Linked DNA regions of Mus musculus: all the other regions are linked to region 1. Evidence: chromatin contacts called from public Hi-C and HiChIP or PLAC-seq data. All regions are on one chromosome and are shown on one strand. The core of a region is the stretch at or near the end of the contact, and the rest is flanking DNA. Distances in the headings are between cores, read along the strand shown. Region 1 holds the start of Exoc2 (exocyst complex component 2). Region 2 has its middle 51 kb from the start of Foxq1. Region 3 has its middle 55 kb from the start of Foxf2.

Region 1 (3,087 bases), core at 52-2,551:
TGTCACTGAGACCTGAAGGGTTTTGTTTCACAGTGAAAGGCTCCGTGACTGCCAGAGATTTCTTACAGTATTTCCTTAGGACCTCTGCTGCCAAGTCTCTTGCTCACGAATAAAGAGTGTTCCCTTGATCTTCAAAATGGATGGTCTGGAAACACTTTGACGTATCTTCTCACAAATAGGAGAGAAAAATGAAGCCATACAATATCTCTTAATTCATAGTGCCTGTACGACACCCTCTTCAGTGTATGTACTGAATGAAGCATAAGGTATGCTTCACAGAAAGATATCTGAAAAAAAAATAGCTTAGGCCAGTGGCTCTTAACCCCCCTGGGGGAATGATCTTCACGCAGGGGTTGTTTAAGACCATCGGAAAACAGATATTTACATTGCCTTCATAACAGTAGTAAAATTACAGCTATGAAGTAGCAACATAATAATTTTATGGTTGGGGGTCACCACGATATGGGGAACTGTATTAAAGGGTCTCAGCATTAGAAAGGTTAGGCTGTTATTGGTCTTAGATAATGGGCACCCCGTAGCTACTTCTCTCCACAGTCATGGCAACACAACCACAGGTAGACCCTATGCTTCTGCCATTATCCTCTGCTGAAGATCACTGTCCTTCGTTCCTGCTACAGAGGAAGCCACAGGGATATGTCTGCTTCAGTTCAGCTGGCCATCTCCAGAGTCCACAGGAGGGTACCTTCAAACCTTAGGGCTTATGGGCTGTAGATAGCAGTCGTTTCTATAATATGGGGGTCTTGTGAGTTTGCAAATCAATTTGCCACTCAGACCCTTGGGACCCCAAAGCTCTGACCTGTGAGAAATCTTAATAAGGCGGGCACTCCTGGCTAGATGCAGTCCTTTGACTGAGGTTTGCCTCTTGACCTGGTGCTGATCCCTGACCGCTGTGGACTCTTGGGCAACATCTACTGTGACTCTAACCGACTGTATCCTCTTTACCCCTCCCCTCTTTTTCCTCCCCGAATTCCACCCTTCCACTTTCTCCCTCTCCTCCTTTCTGCTTCCCTCCTTCTTTTCTCCCTTTCCCATCAATTCCTCTTCTCCTTTCCACCTCTCCACCCTTCTCTCCTCCTCCCTCCCCACTTTCCCTTTCTTCCCTCTCTGTCCACTTCCATGCCGTCGATATCCTCTAACTTCCCTTCTCCATAGTCTGGTCCTCCTTCTATTCCTTCCCCTCTGGGAAGAGGCGGTCCATCCAGCACTCGGTGCTCGGCTAGGCGGCGGATCGACGCGCTCGGCGCTCGCGGCGTGCGGAAGTGCGGCCCTAGTGCTGGCTGCGGCGGCCTGGAACCGGTTGGCTGGGACCTGACACCGCCTGCAAGCTGCAGGTGAGTGTCGCGTCCTGGGTGAGGACGCCCCGGGTCCGGAGTGGAATTCCGCGGTGGCACGGGACCGTCGGGGCTGGGCGACCTGGGGAGGCGCGGTGAGGGACCCGGGGCGCGGGGCTGAGTGTGGGAGCCGCGGGCCGAGCCTTCCCCACCCGCCTCCGCGCAGGCCGCCGGGCTGGACCCGGAGGAGCGGCTGGTGTGCAGGGTCTGCTTGGAATCTGTTTAAGTCCCCCGCGCTAACGTGGACGGGAAGCTTGAATGGTTTCCTTTACTACTCTGGGAGCAGCAAGTGCGGGTTCAGCCACACCTCCATTCGGCCATTTGAATGCCTTACACTAAAAACACTAATGGCAACTGGTTATCTCTCTACTAACTTTGTTTATAAAGCTTAGCTTGTGATGGCCCAGGCTTGGTAACAGATTCCCCCAATGGCAAGGAACTGAAAGTCAAAACAAGAATGATCTAAGTGTGAACAATTTGTGATTCGAAAGGTGACAGAAAGACGCTGATGTGTGCTTGCCTCTTACATGTTCTCTTTTGTTTGACACAGTAGACAGTATTTTTAAGCAGGGGAACCTCTGTTTGTTGGAAACAATTTTTGGAGTTATTAGAAAGTAGTCCTTTTTTTTTCTTTTTCAATTATTTAATTTACTGTACCAGACATTTTGAACTATTACCTTCCAAAAGGTGATACCTTGAAGATTACATTCAAAACATTTGTAAAGGCTGTATTCTAGTATGGGGCTTCTTCAACTTTTGCCACCAAAAATTTATAAAGAATTTCCATGGTTTTATATGTAAGTTTATAAAATAGGTAGACAATCTATGTATTCACTATCTGTAAATCACAAAGCTTTTTATTTTAGGACAATTTTTGTATACATCAAACTTACCATTTATTAAAGATGAAAGCATAGAGTTGGATAACTCGGTTCTTTTCACATACATAGTTAAGTCTTGGTTTAATATTTGTAACTACGGGACACTGAGCATCTTCAGGGCTTTCCAGAGCTGATTGATTATTTTAATTTTCTAATCATCGGTAGGAAGAGCAGTTCTACATACAAATACATAGTACACAGTGGTAGAAGGACAGTTAGAAACATTTTGGAGATTGTTGCAAATTTGTCCTTACTCCCAAGCCGAATCCATTGGTGATCTTTTAGAACTTCAAATCAGCAACGTAAAAACCAGTTTTTCAGATTAAAATTCGGACACAACACGATTTAAAGACCCAATCACTTGGTGATTACATGCTGAAGAATGCCAGTAGGGAAATGTGAATAGTCTTTGTTTTCTGTAATAAAACCATTTTTCTCCTTTAAGAACAGAACATTTTGTTTGTGTGTGTGTATATACGTATATACATATGCATAATATATACATATATACACATACATATATACATATATGAATACACACATATATGTATACACACATATATGTATGTGTGTATATATGTATATATTTGTTTGTATGTATGTATGTATATATGTAGTGTGTTAGTTTTTTCAGTGTTGTAACCAAGTACCTGCTAAGCAGTTTAAGGGAAGAAGGTCTCACTCCAGTTTATAGATTGGAGTTATATAGCCTATGCTAGTGAGGCTGCCTCATAGTGGCAGGACTGTGCCCTGGGACCCCTCAGGAACAGGAAGCAGATAGAAGTCAGGATGTGGGGCTGGGCTCTGAAACCTCAAGTCCCCACCCCCTAGTGACTCACTTTCACAACAAGGCT
Region 2 (3,037 bases), core at 350-2,849, 530 kb before region 1:
TCTGTCCCTCCTTGATGTCTCATCCTCCAATGCAAGCAACTATTAAAAGATTGTCTTCTTTCTGCCATTGGTGAACATTCAAGAAAACATGTGTTTAAAAGTTCAGTACCAACTTGAGCGCAGAGGCTCACTTAGGAGGCTGAGGCTGGAGAATCACTGAGTAGGAGGCCTGCCTAGGCTTCAGAGTGAGACACTGTCTAAAAAGAGACAAGAAGACTAAAAGGGGACTGTCTCAGTCAGGGTTTCTATTCCTGCACAAACATCATGACCAAGAAGCAGTTGAGGAGGGAAGGGTTTATTCAGCATACATTTCCACACTGCTGTTACCACCAAAGAAAGTCAGAAAGCAGGAGCTGATGCAGAGGCCATGGGCGGATGTTCTTTACTGTCTTGCTTCCCCTGGCTTGCTCAGTCTGCTCTCTTATAGAACCCAAGACTAGCAGCCCAGAGATGGCACCACCCACAAGGGGATCTTCCCCTTTGATCACTAATTGAGAAAATGCCTTACAGCTGGATCTCATGGAGGCATCTCCCCAGCTGAAGCTCCTTTCTCTGTGATAATTCCAGCCTGTGTCAAGTTGACACAAAACTAGCCAGTAGAGCCAGTACAGGGACCAAGTTTATACTTAAGGCCACATGCCTCCTTTCCTTCCGACTAACTCAAGTGACATCTTTGCCAGGAGTCACCAAACTCCACTGGTGTCTTATTTGTTTAAAGTCCTTGTATTTAGTTTTCTTTTCTTTCTTTCTTTCTTTTTTTTTTTTTTTTTTTTTTTTTTTTTTTTTTTTTTTTTTTTTTTTTTGTTTTTCGAGGCTGGGTTTCTCTGCATAGCCCTGGTTGTCCTGGAACTCACTTTGTAGACCAGGCTGGCCTCAAACTCAGAAATCCACCTGCCTCTGCCTCCCAAGTGCTGGGATTAAAGGCGTGCACCACCACCGCCCAGCTGTATTTTTGTTGTATTTAGTTTTCTATTAGTACGTTATTTTCTAACCAAGACATCTGCCTGGGAGTACAAATTAAGGATGGAGAGAGCTCAGTATTGAGAAAGCACTGGCCTCAATGTCCAGTGTCAGAAAAAAAAGAAAGAAAGAAAAATTATCATAACCTCACTTCTTTAACAGAGGGTTGAGAACAAAACCCCACACCTCATCAATCGTGAACATTCTACTGACAGCCAATGAAAAGATGATCTATTCATCCTCAAAATTTCACCAACAGATTACTTAAGAAGCCAGAATTTCCAGTTCAGCACGGGACTTCCCACAGATTCTATCCAGACGCTGCCTCTGTGCACTATGTAAACAGCAAACGATAAGGAAGAGAAACAGTTCCTCTTTCCTTGTTGAGCAACCAAGCAACGCAAAAAGTGATGATTTTTGTTTAGAAAGAAAATAAAAGAGAGTGGCATTTGGGCAGGGAATGATGTGAGAGTTGCCCAAGTCCCCTCTGCATTCCAACCTGGGCTCCTATGTCCAGCTCTAGATCACTGGCCATGGCTTTTGTGGCAGTTCTCTGCCAGGTCAGCCCACTGTTGAGGCCAGAGAACCTGATTGTACATGGAAACCCTTTGGCAAACCGCAAGTTTCTGCAGGCCACACCCAGGGAGGCAGCGGGAGCTGGTGAACAGGAGACCAGACCGAACACTGTAATAACACAATGCAGTGTGTAATTAAGCAATTCCTGTGATCTCAGACCAAGGATGTTTGTTATTGTTTTGACCTTCTTCACCTATGTGTCAGCTGGAGGCCTGGCTAAAGCTGTCCTAACGCTGAATCTACACAAACAACTCCCTCTCACCCTCAGCTCACCTTTCTGGTACAGAGCCAAGAGTTCTCTGCTACTTTATACACAGAGGCTCAGAACAAGGTGCCTGGGTTCCGTGGCTACTGCCATCTATTCTATTGTCTCTGATTCCAGGCCAGGCATAGAAAAAGCAGAGGTGAGCATGGCATGCCAGCTCCGGGGTGGACTCTTGGATTCACACCCTAGCTCTTCCACTTGGCTGTGTGACCTCACCTGTTCAAGCTTCTTGACCTCTCTGAGCCTTCATTTCTCTGGCATGTTATAAAGGAGTTGATATTGATGCCTCCATCATAGTATTACTCTACAGTCGTGTGTGATGCTCTACAGCAAGAATCATAAAGTCTTCTGCTGACACTGGGCTTCAGCTCTTCCAGATAAGTAACTGAACTGTGTTTGGATGTAACAAACTTCACCATACAGACTTATTTTCAAAATGGAGTCCTGGCTGTTGCCTCCTACACAGAAGGACAGATCTGTGCATCCCGGAGGCACGGAACACAGAAGGAAGTGGATGGAATTCAGGGAGCCCCGGTACCTATACTTTTTGAACTTTCTCCTTGTTCACAGCATTTGAGCCTTGGTAGGCTGAGCTACTGGGAACTCTGGTGGAATCTGCTCAGGTCTTAAGGACACTCTCTGTGTCTTTGTGTAGGGAGGGGAAGTGGTTCTAGGATTCCCGTGGACACCAAACCTTCTAGAAAATGACATAGTTTGGGAAACTCACACACTTTACTTCCCGTCTTGCTTGTCACTCATCTCCGTATCGGTGAAAAGCAAGGGAACAACACTTAACCTGAATTGCATTGGAGTGCAGGCTGAGAAAGACTGCGCATGCGTGGGACAGAGGCATTTTTCTTCTCTTCAGTGGTTTTGATCTGGGGTTTGGGGGAGCCTTGAGTGTGGTTGGGCCCTTTGATGTGGAGTACTGATTCTGTTCTTACCGTCATCACCTGCTAACTTTTCTGGCATTTGAGGAGGCAGCAAAGCATCGGTGTTCATGGCGAGAATCTGGCTTTGCTCCATATTTTGCAGCCTGACCTTCCTTGAGCTAATTTGTCCCTCGGTTTCCTGCTCTATGAGACAGAGATAAGTGACCAAGTGACAAAGCTCCTGGAGATTGGAGGTTGGTGAAGCTCCTTAGGCAACAGAGCGGCCATTCCTACGGAGCATCAAGTCGGTCAGCTCTGCATCTTAGTGTCAGTGCTCACTAATCTAGCCAGTGCGCACAGAGTT
Region 3 (2,954 bases), core at 95-2,594, 710 kb before region 1:
GAAGGAAGAGTCAGGCTTTAAGAATAAGGGGTTGGTTCTGGAAAAACAAGGATGCATAGAAGAGAATGGGAGGTAACCTGCTCAGAAGGGGGGTGGTGAGGTCCAAGGTCTTTATCTGGGACTTGGGCCTGGAAATCTCAAGACTCTCCTTTCCCAGATGATGCCCTTATGCATTCCTGAATATCCATCACCCTCCTGAGGAATATTTCTTTTGGTTGGACACCGGATGAGCTTGCAGTAAACGGAAAGGGTAGATATGTGTAAAATATACTGTGTATATTTTACCCATATGTGTAAATATGTAAAATATGTGTAAAATATGTAAAATATACTTGAAGCACAGCTGTTCTTAAAAAATAGAAATTAAACACAAAGATGAGGGAAATGAATCATGGATGATAAAACTGATAAATATCCAATGCCATCTTATAGTGAAATGTTTCTGAGGATGGTTGAGGATTCTCAGGCCACAAATTAAGAGAACACTAAAAGGAAAAAAAAAACAACACCAATTTTTCCACCTCCCTGTAAGCTAATAATTCAGGATAAAATGTTAGTCAACTTCAAGAATAGGATATGCAGCAACTGAGATGATTCTTAACTCTGTGGATTTTAACAATGACTTTGTAGAGCTAAGATTTATGTCTTATTTTATATTTAACCCAGTTTCCTCCAAGTGCACCTTACTTAAATAATACATGCTCTGTTTTTATTTCTATAAACACAATATCTCCCTGTGACTATAATCACTGCTATCACCATCATCATCATCACTGCCACCGACCATTATCATCATTGCTGAGATCTATATTGGGTGAAAACTCTTTTTGTATACTTTCTTTAAAGTATATGTGTGTGTGTGTGTGTGTGTGTGTGTGTGTGTGTGTGTGTGTGTGTGTGTGTTGGAGTATGTACATATGAATACAAGATCCTGTGGTGGCTAGAGGTCTTGGACCTCCCTAGTGCTCGAGTTAGACAATTGTGAGCCACCTAACGTGGCTACTGAGAACTGAACTTGTGTCCTGTGTGCTCTTAAATGCCGAGGCATCTCTCCAACCCTAGTATGCACATTTAATATGAGCTGTCCAACTTAGATTATAACACGCACACATGAACACTTTTATTTAACAGAGAGATTTCTAAATTATAATGTCCCAATTGTAAGGGTATAATTTAATGATATCTTAAATAAATTCACAGTTATGTAACTCTCCCTGCCACCCAGCTTTGAGAAGTTGCCAGCGCCTAATTTGCACCTTGTTTCTCACTCCTATGCCATCCCTAAGCAGTTGGTTATCTTCCTAACTCCGTAGACTTGCACTCTGGGCACTTCACATGTACAGTGTGTGCTAGTGATCTTTCTGTCTTGGGATAACTGACCAAGGAAAGTTTTATTTTGGGTCACAGCTTTAGATGTTCCAGCCCATGATCAGTGGAGTGGGCTCCATTGCCTTGGCTGAGGTAGCACATTATGGTAGAAATGATTTTGCTCATCACATCATGGATGGGAAGAGGAAGTCCATAGTGTCATTTCCACAGTGACTGAAGACCTTCCAGTAGGTCCAACCTCATAAATGCATCACCACCTCCCAGAAGAACTATTGTTAATGTTATCTGGTAAGTGTTGCGGCTTTCTCTTAACCCCTCTATGTTGCGGTTTTCTCTTAACCCCTCTAGCTCCGGAATAATTGAGGCAGGGCTATTGTATTTACTTAAAAGCTTTAAGGCACAACAACTGAGCACAGTATTCATCTATTTTAATCCTCTAACCTAACTCTGTCTACCTCCCAGACAAAAACTCTAAGATATTTGCATTTTATGGTTTTCTCTGCTCCAGCTGTTTTCTTATGGTTTCTCCTGGACCCTCTCTCCTTTCTGTCCCTCTCTCCTTTCTGTCCCTCCCTCCTTTCTGTCCCTCTCTCCTTTCTGTCCCTCTCTCCTTTCTGTCCCTCTCTTCTTTCTGTCCCTCCTTTCTGTCCCTCTACTCCCCAGGCTGTGAGAAAGTCCAGCCCTATTCTCTCCCCTGCTCAGTCACTGGCTGATCAGCCATATGTTGACAGAAATATTTTATTAAAAATATTTTTCCAGTATTTCCCATAACCTATGGCTTATTATCCTATTTTCTTTATGTGTCTTATAAAGAGCAAAAAGTCATCAATTTTGATAAAGTCCAACATTTTTGTTATTGAACTTTTTTTGACAGAGTTCAAATTGGCCTGGAACTCACTATGTAGCCCACACACGTTGGCACCAAACTTATGATAATCCTCTTGCCTCTTATTGCTAGGATCACAGGCCTAAATTAGCATGCTAGCTTTGCTTGAATGTTTGATGTCATATTGAAAGAAGTGTTGCCTAGCTCATGGAAAGAAATATTTTCTTGAAATTATAGAATTTCATGGTTTTTGTTTCAGAGAAGCACTTCAAGATGTAGGCATACTCAAAAAGTTTCTGAAGAGGACTTTAATAACCCAGAAATAACCTCAAGGACTGACAGGTTGGATGACATGAGATTAAAAACCAACAATACAGCAAAGGAAGCTATCAGCAATGTCACACACAGCCTAGAGAGTGGGAAAGTCACTGCCAGCTGCCTTTCAGTGAGATGCTAGTGTATAGAACAAACTGCCGATGTGAAACACCAAAAATAAGGACCATCTCTAACTGCTACTAACCGTCTAGGTACTGTCTTTCTTATATAATTCTTCCACTACTCGGAGTTTCTAAAAATTAGCTAATTTTGAATCAAAGGCAGAACACAGCTGGATAAAAAAAAAACTAGTCATATTAATTTATGCAAATTTCCCCTCAGGATACTTTTCCGTCTATAGGGCTGAGCATGCTCAATAACTAAGGGAGAACACTCACTGAGATAGAGTGTCAGGGATCATAGTTTGGAGTGCCACGGAGTCTGAAGGTCAAGGTGAGGAGAGTCTCTCGAGGAAATTACACAG

The links. A called contact is a pair of places that touch in the nucleus more often than the background predicts. HiChIP or PLAC-seq counts read pairs in DNA pulled down with a chosen protein or histone mark.
Region 2: a FOXA1 HiChIP or PLAC-seq map of pancreatic cancer cells shows a contact between it and region 1. The contact joins the enhancer-like site here to the promoter of Exoc2 in region 1. A contact is called at or near these places in 2 of 39 promoter capture datasets (cranial neural crest and hippocampal neurons), 1 of 484 Hi-C or Micro-C datasets (CD8 T cells) and 2 of 115 datasets of contacts at active chromatin or transcription factors (embryonic stem cells and pancreatic cancer cells).
Region 3: a contact with region 1 is called in a Hi-C map of the G1E-ER4 cell line, with 2.4 times the contacts expected there. The contact joins the enhancer-like site here to the promoter of Exoc2 in region 1. A contact is called at or near these places in 12 of 39 promoter capture datasets (the 3T3-L1 cell line, the C10 cell line, cranial neural crest and 6 more), 1 of 484 Hi-C or Micro-C datasets (the G1E-ER4 cell line) and 13 of 115 datasets of contacts at active chromatin or transcription factors (bone marrow-derived macrophages, craniofacial prominence, differentiating embryonic stem cells and 7 more).

Annotation. Positions count from the first base shown.
Region 1 is chr13:30,972,261-30,975,347 of GRCm38.p6, reverse strand. Exoc2 (exocyst complex component 2) reads left to right here and starts at 1,301. Exons shown (of 28, transcript NM_025588.2): 1 at 1,301-1,352.
Region 2 is chr13:31,505,218-31,508,254 of GRCm38.p6, reverse strand. No RefSeq gene overlaps it. Among named protein-coding and RNA genes, the nearest start is that of Foxq1, 51 kb to the left of the region's middle. Within about 2 kb of position 1,599, at least 45 of the 459 cell types and tissues checked have an H3K27ac peak or open chromatin away from gene starts, as enhancers often do. A contact at or near this core is called in pancreatic cancer cells, where this site is marked.
Region 3 is chr13:31,679,826-31,682,779 of GRCm38.p6, reverse strand. No RefSeq gene overlaps it. Among named protein-coding and RNA genes, the nearest start is that of Foxf2, 55 kb to the right of the region's middle. Within about 2 kb of position 1,344, at least 9 of the 459 cell types and tissues checked have an H3K27ac peak or open chromatin away from gene starts, as enhancers often do. A contact at or near this core is called in the G1E-ER4 cell line and embryonic stem cells, where this site is marked.